Regions from separate parts of the Anser cygnoides genome. Here region 1 is linked to region 2. The links are chromatin contacts, called in public Hi-C maps. All regions are on one chromosome and are shown on one strand. The core of a region is the stretch at or near the end of the contact, and the rest is flanking DNA. Distances in the headings are between cores, read along the strand shown. Region 1 holds the start of SELENOP (selenoprotein P). Region 2 holds the start of FBXO4 (F-box protein 4).

Region 1 (5,281 bases), core at 1,749-4,248, 350 kb before region 2:
TTCCGGAGTTACTTTAACTAATGAACTTGTGGTTCCGATTATTTTGCTGAATCTATTTTATTGTAACATATATTCTTAGTTTCCACTTATATTAACCTTTATTTACAGCATTTAACCAAAGTTTAAGGTTAAGCATTAAGTCAATGGCCTGTTTTTGTTGTAATTTATTCCTCTATAAAGTATGAGTAAGTTCACTGAGTTGACATAGTTACAACGTTATAAAATGAGAATACATACAAGAATAATCAGTGGAGACTTACAATCTGCTGATGGACTTTGAATTCCCTGTTTGTGACATCCTTCAGTCCCAAGAGCAAAGACACTGAAGTCTTGAGATCTTGTGACAGAATTTGTGCCGGATCCACGTTCTGCCTCTGTTCTCTCATTATTTGCACACGTTGCAAATTACTACAGCAGACTTTACCAGAGTATAATTGCCAACAGCCTCATAATTCCATGTCCATCTGGGATTTTTTTCAGAAATGTGTATGATACCAATTACCAATCTAGATGACAGAAATAGTAAACATCAGTTAATTTCCAAATTTCCTTCACATTGGCATTTCTGTGCTGTTATGCTTTGAGAAGTTTGATACATATCAAAAAGTGTACAGTTTATGCTCAATATGAAGGGAACAGGGCTGTTATTTCCCCCAGAACCATTTTTCCCCCCTGCTAGGAAAGAGAGTGAGTAGTAACAGGATGATAATTATAAAAATTATTTTCTTTGAAACTGAAGACTTGTCCAAATTAGAGCTGATAACTGCCTCCTGCAGTGAGACTAGAACATTCTCAACAGCTAAGAAAATGCTTGCAGTGGAAATCAAAATTAAGATTTAGAACAATTATTTCATTAGAAGCTATGGATAAAGGGCTACAGGAGCCTTCTAATTAACAGGGGCAGGCTGTAAGAAACTGAATGTTTAGAATTTTATACTGTAAATTTTACAATTATGTATTCAAGAAATGCAGAAGTGGATTTTTTTTCCACTCAGAAAGGGTAATGCTTCAGACAGAAGTTTAAACATATCTAGGGGGTCATACATTTCTAAAACAACTGAATTCAAACCATCTACACCCACAGCCAACATAATATTCCTTACCACTTGCTTTAAGATGGAAAAAGTTTCTTCCTCAAGAAATCTTGAGGCAGAACAATGGTCTTAGGTAGGGTGAATGTTATAGGGCAAGATGCTTATGGCTTATAATTATGAATGTGGTTAAGGCCTTCTTCTCAACATTGTCAATGTTGTAATAGCTATCATGTAATGTAATACTAAATAATGTAATAAACAGTAATCATCAGCACAGTGATAGCTGGTAACAGAACTGCTGCTTCTCATCTCTCTGTAAGGCAACTGAGGGTCTGCAGGTTTCTCTGCATACTATTTGGGAGCAAATACTAACTTTTCAGCAGTGACCACTGTGGATTTCCATCCTCATCAGGAAGTTAACTGATTTATAAGTCAGCTGTTTCAGCTCACTCTGTCTGGACCCTTTATTCTTCAGTAGTTCTGAGCTGCGAGTCTCAGCTGCGCTCAGTGGTATAACTTATAGCTCGTAGGCTCAGCACTGGTTAATTAAACGTTGTGCATGTCCCTCTGCATAGCTGCAGAAGAAATGGGAATGGAGTACTGCTCTTTATTTCATAGTATTTCCGCCTGTGTTGCAGTAACTGGTAAGACACCAATTGTCAGTTACTACTGAGCTGTATCTTACTCCTCTCCCTGTTCACAGAGCTGTACCTGCTGCATTTCTTTTTAGCTGCTTCAGTGCTCATTTAGGAATTGACAGACCTGATGTGTACCAAATACTTCCAGCAAACCCTGTAGGGCTTTATTAGCACTGAAAATCAACAATTTATCTTGAGGCAACAGGCTCAGCAAATAATCTGTCTCTTGCAACAGTACAGGACATCATCACAGCTCTGAGGGCTTGGTTCCAGCTATGAGGCCTGGCAGAGTACACAGAGATTCACTTCACTAACAACATAAGCAACATGAGCACGTCCCACTTCAAACAAACAAATAAACCAGTCCCTCTCTGACATCTGTTTCTGCTTTCTTCACTGTGTCCTCAGAGACTATGGAATAAAACTTCAGATCTTTGTCCTTCTTTCCACTGGCTTGAGTGTAGCACATCCTGACGATAAACCCCGAGGTCAGCAGTTCCATTCCTCGTGCCCAACAAGACTTTCGACCAGAAGCATGAAGCTCGTCTATGCAGGAGACAGTCTCAGGCCACAGAGCTAAGCAGTGTAAATCTCACCACCTTAAACTCTGCAGGCATACTGCTTTTAAACACTTATTTCTCCATAAACACGTACTTTGAAGGAAATCTATCTCAAGCAAATTGCTGTCAAAGTAAAACACTTCATGCATGAACAGTTCCCTCTCTGAGGAAGGGGTAAGAAAGCAGCTTCACACAAATGTTCTCAGGCACCTCAGTGATGACAATGTGGGAAGAAAATGTAGCAGAGATAAATGGCTGCTGCCAGTAGGTAGAGCTTCATGGCTTTCTTGCATCTACATTGCTTTAAATGTCAGGAGATCTGGACGTTAACCTCCGGCATAAGCTGTCGAACTGGCAGATTCTCCACAAGTTTTAATGCCAGCTGACGTAACCCAGAGCAGCTGTGCAAGAGGAGCTCTGCAGTGCTCAGGCGCTCAGCCTGGGTACACCACCCTCTAAGCAACCACGAGATAAAGCATAAGTGCAAAAACCTGCTAGCTCAGCATTTTTGTGAGCGGAGAAGTACCTTCCCCCTCTGGCTGTGTTCACAAAATAAGGACTCGTTGGCCCACCCCTCCCCGCTGGCTGTACCACTGCCTCCAGCTCTCTGGGGTGACCGGTGCCTGGCACGACCCGAAATTCAGCCCTCGCGCCTGGCACGCCTCGCCGTTCCGCGTGACAAGACGCTTCTGTTCGCAATTAGTTAACCCAGAAATATTTTGGCCACTTTTGCTGGAGGGGTTTGCTTTGCTTGCAAGGTCGTTCGCAATGAGCTCCCTGAACTTTGAACCGTGTCTGCACAGCGAGATAAACAAGAGCAGTATAAATACCGCAGCCCTGCTCCCCACGCTGCTTTCCTCCGCGGCGCAGCGGAGCGCGGCTGCCAAGGCGAGTGGGGAGGAAGGGGTAAGTCTGCTGTTCTCGCTTCGACAAAGAGCCGGGACTTCAGATTTGGCAGGGCGTCCGCTTGTTTCTCCGGCGGAAAAGGCCGACTGTGGAAATTTCCATTGGAAAACAAAAAGCGAAGGGAAGTGTTAAGTTGGAGCACGGCTCCCGTCTGGAGGCTGCACAGGCAGAGCAGCGTCGCCAGATGTCCCAGGAGCTTCGCACCTTCCTAACGGAGCCCCGTAAAGGTGGACGGCTTCCCAGACTTGTGGAAAGAGTGAACAGCTGGCTCTGCTGATGCTTATTGGGCCACTATCTCATCCTCCAAGTGCTGTACACAAAAATGATTTTGGTAGAACTGCAGGCAGGGAACGTGGGGACAGCAGCATTCCTCAAAATTATGCTGGCTCTTGTTTGAAAGATCAATAATTAAAAGTTTTGTTGTTGTTGTTGTTGTTTTATTTTTTGTTTGTTTGTTTTTTGTTTGTTTTTTAGAATGTGACAAGATTGGTGATAAGCATAGCTTTTAGCCTTTATCAAAACTTGCTGTTTCCAAAACATCCTGTGTTTACTATCAGACTCTGATGGGTGTGTTGGAATTATACAATTCTGCAGCCTAGGATGTGTTTGGGAACAGTTTTAATACTTTATTTGAGAGTTTCCTGCACATATTAAGGCAAAACTATTATGCTATTGGAATAGAAGGATAATTACAGAATTTCTTGTATGTTTTGATTTTCATAAACATTAATGGACTCAGTGTGGTCAGGAGTTTTTGTAAGATATGGCAAATCTGAAACTTGAGTTTTCATTTCCTGCTTTTGCAAAATTGTTTCTATTCCTGTATTCTTCAGAGATTTCTCAACGGGATCCAAGTGCTACAAACTGACTTTTAAAAAATTTTGTCTTTTTTTTTTTTTTTTTCCTTTTTCCTGCCAGGATCTGTAATGCTTGCTATGTATCAATATACTCTGGTGGTGCAATTTCTTTTAAGTCAGTGGACTTGCTGTTGAGCGGGTTGGATTCATACCATAATCTGGAGTGAACTGGCCTGGATTCTTACTGGTGTAAACTGTCTCAGCACCACTGATGTCAAAAAACAGGAAATGGGGCTTTTTAGTAGCGTTAAAAGAAATTTCAGTTATTCTGAACACTTTTCAACAACAACAAAAAAATATAATCTACTTAATATACGAGAACTCAACTGCAAAATGGAAGAAATATGATTAAGGAGTCAACAGTAGTTCAATTTTATGTCCTTTTATTTTATTTACTTTTTTATTTTACTGTTTTGTTATGGGAATTTCAGGGTCTGAACTTCGTTTAGGCATTGATCTCATTTTGTTTATTTTCTCTCTTTTCAGATAAAGCCCCGCCATGTGGGCAGGGCTGGGGCTAGTTCTGGTTCTCTGTCTCCTCCCAGGAGGAGGGACAGAGACCCAGAACTGCCAGGAGCCCCCCGAATGGCGGGTCGGGGAGGAGAACCCGATGCTGAACTCGAGGGGTTCGGTGACGGTGGTGGCTCTCCTCCAAGCTAGCTGATACCTGTGCCTGCTGCAGGCTTCCAGGTGAGCGTAAATCTCTTTCCCAGCGTTTGTTAAAACATGAGTGGTCGATTTTTTTAAAGCCATCTGAGGATAATACATGTGCCTAACTACAGAGGCACTCAGTGAACACTAGCTTCCTCAAAAGCCACTGGCAATCCCAGCTGGCATATGTGGCCTGGTGTGGGAGGATTCTGCGCCAGTGGCAAAGATTCTTCAGCTCTTAGCTTCATCCTGACTAACAGATCGTGTTCTCCAGATGGTATTTACAGCATCAGATATGATCAACTTGACATTAATGAAACCCAAAACACACAGAAAGCCAGCAGAAACAGTTCCTCAAGAGAGATGCTTCAGATAAGAACAGATAATTAATGTAGTAACATGCTGAAGCCAAGAAACGTAATTCTCTGACTTGGCTAGAACATCTGAAACAGGCCAGTTATCACTCATTTTTTATGTAAAATCTGTAAAGGGAACGAAAAATCAAAATGCAAATTTTAATGTGCTATCCCAGCCTCTATTCAGAGGTTGTAGATACAAAAAAAAAAAAAATCCAGAAGATGCAGTAGGAACTGGCCTTGCAAAAACTGAAAAGGCATTTAAGGGAATCATCGCTG
Region 2 (5,254 bases), core at 2,143-4,642:
TTATATTTAGATTAGAACCTAGAAACCTAGGTCAGAGGGGAATTAGATTTGCCACTATCAGCCTAAGCCAGCACAGAAAATGTTCTATATTATTTACAACAAGCTGCATTGAGAAGGATACGAAGTAGAAAAAAGATAACAATTCTAAGAAGTTGTATTTTCACACTTCCTGTAAATATAATGTAACCATTACAACTGTGCTGTGCTTAAATAAAGGACATAAAGTAATATACATTTTTGTCTGGTTTGGATTAAAGTGGATTTTAGGATTTAAAACAGAAGTACAAAGAGCAAAATCTTGATATGGTACTGTACAAATTAAATCATTAAATTTACTGCAGCTACATACAAATTAAATCATTAAATTTACTGCAGCTACAACTTGATCACAATGTTTATTGCATTTATCCTTCTGAATAAATACAAACAGTGATTTTGTTTTTTTACCATTATGCTATTGATTTTCAGGGGGAGTATTAAAAAGCATCATTTTTGTTTTCCATTTCTCCCCAATGTTTTTGTGTTTAAAGATTTATTTCAGATTTAAATGAAAATGAAATACAAAACAATACAAACAACACCACCACCATCATTACCATGAATTCGTCTTTGAGGTAGGCCAGCTACTAGCAGAATTTCTGGGCATGTCATCATCTTTCGCACTAAAGAGTTATCCAGCTCTTCCAAACCCGGCCCAAACATCGCAAAGCGAGGTTCTGCCTGAGTGACCAGTGACTGCAAAAAGGAAGTCACAGCCCCATACCGGGGACGGCTTGATTTCCAGCTTCTTCTACTCTGAGGACAGCTTTTTTTGTATCTGTAAAATAGACACAAACTAGAAATTAAACGCAAAATACAGAATAGGTATTAATCAACGTTTACTCAGGTCGCACGCTTCTCATGCTTTGTTACTGGTACAACTCAAGCACAGGTGAAAAATGCTGAAGTTCAAAACTGATTATTTCAGTCAGCAGGTTAAAGCAGGTAAAACCATTAGTCCTTCCAAATTCCAAACGCTGACTTGTTGGACCTTTAATATACTTCCATGGGATGGAATATTTAGTTTACTTAAAAAAATAAAGTAAAATTAGAAACTCTCCCAGCCTCACTGCACACACAGCATTTGTAGGATAAAATAAAAGCTGCTGCGTTGCAAACGGCGTAAAAAAATAGGAAAATTCTGACTGCACTTCCAACCTTCGTTAAACTGCCTCTGTGTTTACTAATCGTTCACTCCACCTGGAAAGGACCATTTCCCATTTAGGAACAGAGAACACATGATGTGAAAGAAGACAAGCTGTTGTCTGCAACCTTATGCATTCACTTGACGGAGAAGCTGGAAGGCACGAATGACTTTGGTAATCACAGGGAAAGAAGTAACAGTGACGGAAGAGACAGACTTCCTGGAGAAGCAGATTCAATCTTTGCTTCGTTGGACACTGAACTGTGATGCTGGACAAATCACTTCAAGAAAACATTAAATGTGTGCTTCTGTACACTTCACTTAAGATCAGCAACAACGTTAAGTGCTCACAGACACAACGAAAATCAGTGACAGGTCATTTCCAATATGTGATGCTCTGAAGTATTTGGACCTGAAGACATTAAATCCAGTGCTCAAAATCAATGATATTTTGCACTCCAGGTTCAAAGCACCTCTTTTCCAGCTGTAAAATGGGGGTGAAGGGCACAGAGACCACAGGAGTCAGTGCACTTTTTGTGAAGCAAGAATTTCATAAAATCATCTTTGGAAAACGTAACTGCAAATTAGTAACTTTTACTGCAAATTAATTAAAGGCATTGAATGAGATTAAAAAACAACAACAACAACAAAAAAACCACTGCAGAATAATCTGCTTCTCTTAGGGGACTTTTCAATCATCCAAACATATTATGAGTGTTACTGTGCTTTTCAGCTACACTGGTTAAAATTACAGGCTCTGTCTCATGGACACTAACCATCAGAGCTAAAGCAATATCAGTACTTATTCCAAGCACATTCAAAAATAACATTTTATTTTTTACTAGGTTTTCCAGATAAGATATAAAACAAAACTAAGGATCATTCCATTCACTGTATTTTAAACACTTTTTAGTACTTTTATCAAAACAATAAATTATTTTTCATTGCAATGAGAGTGAAGAGAATTTTCATCAGGATGAGTGGTGAGCACAGCTTCACCAGTGCAAGATTTTTGGTGGCACAGTGGGCACAGAGTTTACAAAAAGCTTTGATTATTATTTTTTTAACATCTTACATTCCTGTTGAATTCCAAGGAGAAATACCAGACCAAACGGTCACAGAGCAGGAAATTAAATTTCCAGAGTAAGGGATGGGTTTGAGAACCCACCAAAATTTGAGCAGCGGCTTACAGTTTACCGCTGTAAATACGAACCCTGCCTGTGGGCTGTAAATTGTGCAAGAGAATGCTGAGACACTCACATCGCCATGTAGTCATACAGCGTGTTATCGCTGACTTCTGAGAAGGCTTTATTAAAAATTTCCACATCCGGGAGCGACTTCCAGTCCACGGAGGTCCAGAAGGGGAGATCCCGCAGCAGAAAGTACCTCCAGAGCAGCGGGTCCTGCACGGCCGCCCTCCAGTAGCAGCTCGTGCTCCCCAGGTGGCACAGGTCTTGCGGCGAGAGGAAGGACATGATGTTCAGCTGCACGTCGATCTGAAAGCACCGAGACCGGCGGCTGAACCCCCAGGGGGGCTCGGCGCACGGCAGCCCCGAGGGCAGCGGCGAGGAGGAGGGGAGGGCGGCGGGTCCGAGCTCACCGGCAGCGCCTGCAGGGCGCTCGCTTCCTCAGCCTCCCCTTCCCCGCCCGCGGGGCCCGGCTGCGAGGCGGCCTCGGCCCGCTCCCTCAGCCCCCGCGCCCAGCGCTCCTTCAGGCCCCGCAGGCGGCCGCGCACGGCGGCCTCCAGCCCGCCCCGCTCCGCCGGCCCGCTGCCCGCCGCCATCCCGCCCCGCACGGCGCCGCCGCGGCCCCGGGCGAGGAAGAGGCGGCGCCGCCGCGGCCGCCCCCCGGCCCCGCAGCGCCCGCCCCGCCGCCGCCTGACACCGCGGTGCCGGCCACGCAGGCGGAGCCCCGCCACCCCGCGGCGGCCGGGGGTCAGGCTGACAGCACAGCGAGCTCCTTGCGAAGCGGGGCGCGTTTATTTGGTCCTGAGGTAACACAGCATTTGTTCGGCGCTGCCGGTGTTCCAGCCCTGGCCGCGCAAAGGTCCCTCGCATACAGACACGTACTTTGTCAGCATGCTTTTGCCCAGTTCTCGGAAATCCAGAGGTGCGCTGTGCGGTGATCTGCAGCCCGGCTCGCTGCTAGGCGCCGGGTCTGTCGTCCGAAGGCTTTCCTGCTCCCCCTCTCCACAGAGTTTCAGTCCCCAGTAGCACATTTCTCCGCTGTACATCATCGCCAGCAAGTGAGTGTCACTAAATATACCTGCAGAAATAATTCAGATCAAGCACTTTTTTCTTCTGTTGTGAACAAGTACGCAGCTCGTTAACTACAACCTTTTCTTAGAAAGGCAGCAAAAAAAAAAAAAAGGTACAGGCAACATCAGCCTACTAAAGAGGTACACCAAAGAACAATTTTCTGCCATTGTATGACTGATGATGCGCACAAAAGAAGCTGGACCAAGGTCTTGCTCATTGCTCCACCCATTTTGCCCTTCCATAATATTAAAATCTTTAATACTGGCATATAAATATGTATAAATAAATAATATATATATATATAAAAATATAATATAGATAGATAATAAAAAATATGTTTGCCTATGTTTGTTTATCTTAGACAACTTCAGTATTTCTGTACAATCCATTAAGTGGAGGTATGAGCATGTATTAGAATTGACCACATTAGAATACCTCTGTGCCTCCCACAATTTAAGCCTACTAGAAGATAGCTTTTTGAACATCATCTTAACTCGGGTTAACCAGCAGCAGCTTTTGTATTTGAATAGGAAACACATTAAGTGTCCATGGTCATTCAAAGCAAAGAAATCCTACTGAATGAATGTACAAAATCAGTCACTGAATTTGTTCAATCAATGTGGAGCTGAACTAGAGCAATCCCACTTTTGGATGAAATTAAACGAGGTGCTCTGCTGTCCCCCTGAGCATTTATTGCATAGGACCAAAGTAGAGGTAGTTTTGACAGGGTATAATGTGAACATCCCATTCTCATCACCAGCTGTTTTACTTTGGAAATCCTCTCCTGCTCCATCACCATACCAGCACCACACTGATGTAGTCTCAGATGCTCATGTAATTGCACTATAATAATGCAACTTACATAAAGCTACAGTGGATGAGAGAGAAAGTTTCCCAACTCTAGCCAACTTTGCTTATACTTTCTACATGGGTGAAGTCAACAATTCATCATATCTGTTTTCTTCTAGATCTAAACAGGGAAATCAAAACGGTAACATTTTGTGCCCTCTGTAATCGTGTTTGTGCTTTCAACATTTGTCAACTGACAGCTGTATGGTTATAAACCACAAACACTGTGCACACAGTGTATAAAGCCTCAGTTCATTTTCCTTCAGTGCACTCAAAAATATAGAGAAAATGAACATTACCACCTCAGACGACTGAGAAGAATGACTCAGAAGAAATTATGTGGGATGAGGAGGGAATCAGGAAAGCGTGCCCGCTTTTTATGTCTGTTAGTTTTTGGTTTGTTGTAAAAAGTGATAGTTTTGAATACAAATGAAGTCGAATGACCAAAATACACAATAAAGCATTTTATAAAGTGGAGTAGTTATTGGGGGCATGGGTTGCGCTTTTTTCTTTACCTTCACTGAGTAATCTAGCTGTGTCTTTATCTTGAAGTAAGACATCTTCATTTAGATGAAGAGGGCATCTAAAGCTAAGCATCTTCATCAAGTAACGAACTCCATCATTAAGACACTGAATGCAGTTACAAAATGTGGAAAAAAACACTTTTAGATAAATTCTAATTAATTTAATGATAGCCAAAAATATTTCCAGACACGAATTCCCCCAAACCTTATTTAAAATAAATAAAAAAGTATTTTAAAAAAGTCACACTTTAAAACCATATTTACGGGCATTCACATATTCATAGCACTTTATAAATCCTCCTTTACCTTTTTAAATATGGCAATGTTTTCTCGTAGCCATTCACTCCTTTCTTTTGCTGTATGACAATACATGTAAAGCAGGGCTCCTTTTCTCCAGTAAAGACATTCTACCAACTCTATACCAAGGATGTTAATAGGCT

Evidence for each region. Hi-C and Micro-C count contacts between places; a contact is called where the count stands out from the background.
Region 1: a contact with region 2 is called in a Hi-C map of liver, with 7 times the contacts expected there. The contact joins the promoter of SELENOP here to the promoter of FBXO4 in region 2. A contact is called at or near these places in 2 of 7 Hi-C or Micro-C datasets (both in liver).

The regions. Positions count from the first base shown.
Region 1 is chrZ:69,164,293-69,169,573 of Taihu_goose_T2T_genome, reverse strand. It overlaps SELENOP (selenoprotein P), which reads left to right and starts at 2,998. Exons shown (of 5, transcript XM_013181719.3): 1 at 2,998-3,138; 2 at 4,482-4,685. The coding sequence starts at 4,495. LOC106036284 (a long non-coding RNA gene) reads right to left here and starts at 2,838. Exons shown (of 3, transcript XR_010827924.1): 1 at 261-2,838.
Region 2 is chrZ:68,817,383-68,822,636 of Taihu_goose_T2T_genome, reverse strand. It overlaps FBXO4 (F-box protein 4), which reads right to left and starts at 3,392. Exons shown (of 7, transcript XM_013181781.3): 1 at 3,253-3,392; 2 at 2,444-2,679; 3 at 597-817. The coding sequence starts at 2,658. It overlaps RIMOC1 (RAB7A interacting MON1-CCZ1 complex subunit 1), which reads right to left. Exons shown (of 6, transcript XM_066987600.1): 4 at 5,121-5,252; 5 at 4,806-4,920; 6 at 3,141-3,448. The coding sequence ends at 3,162.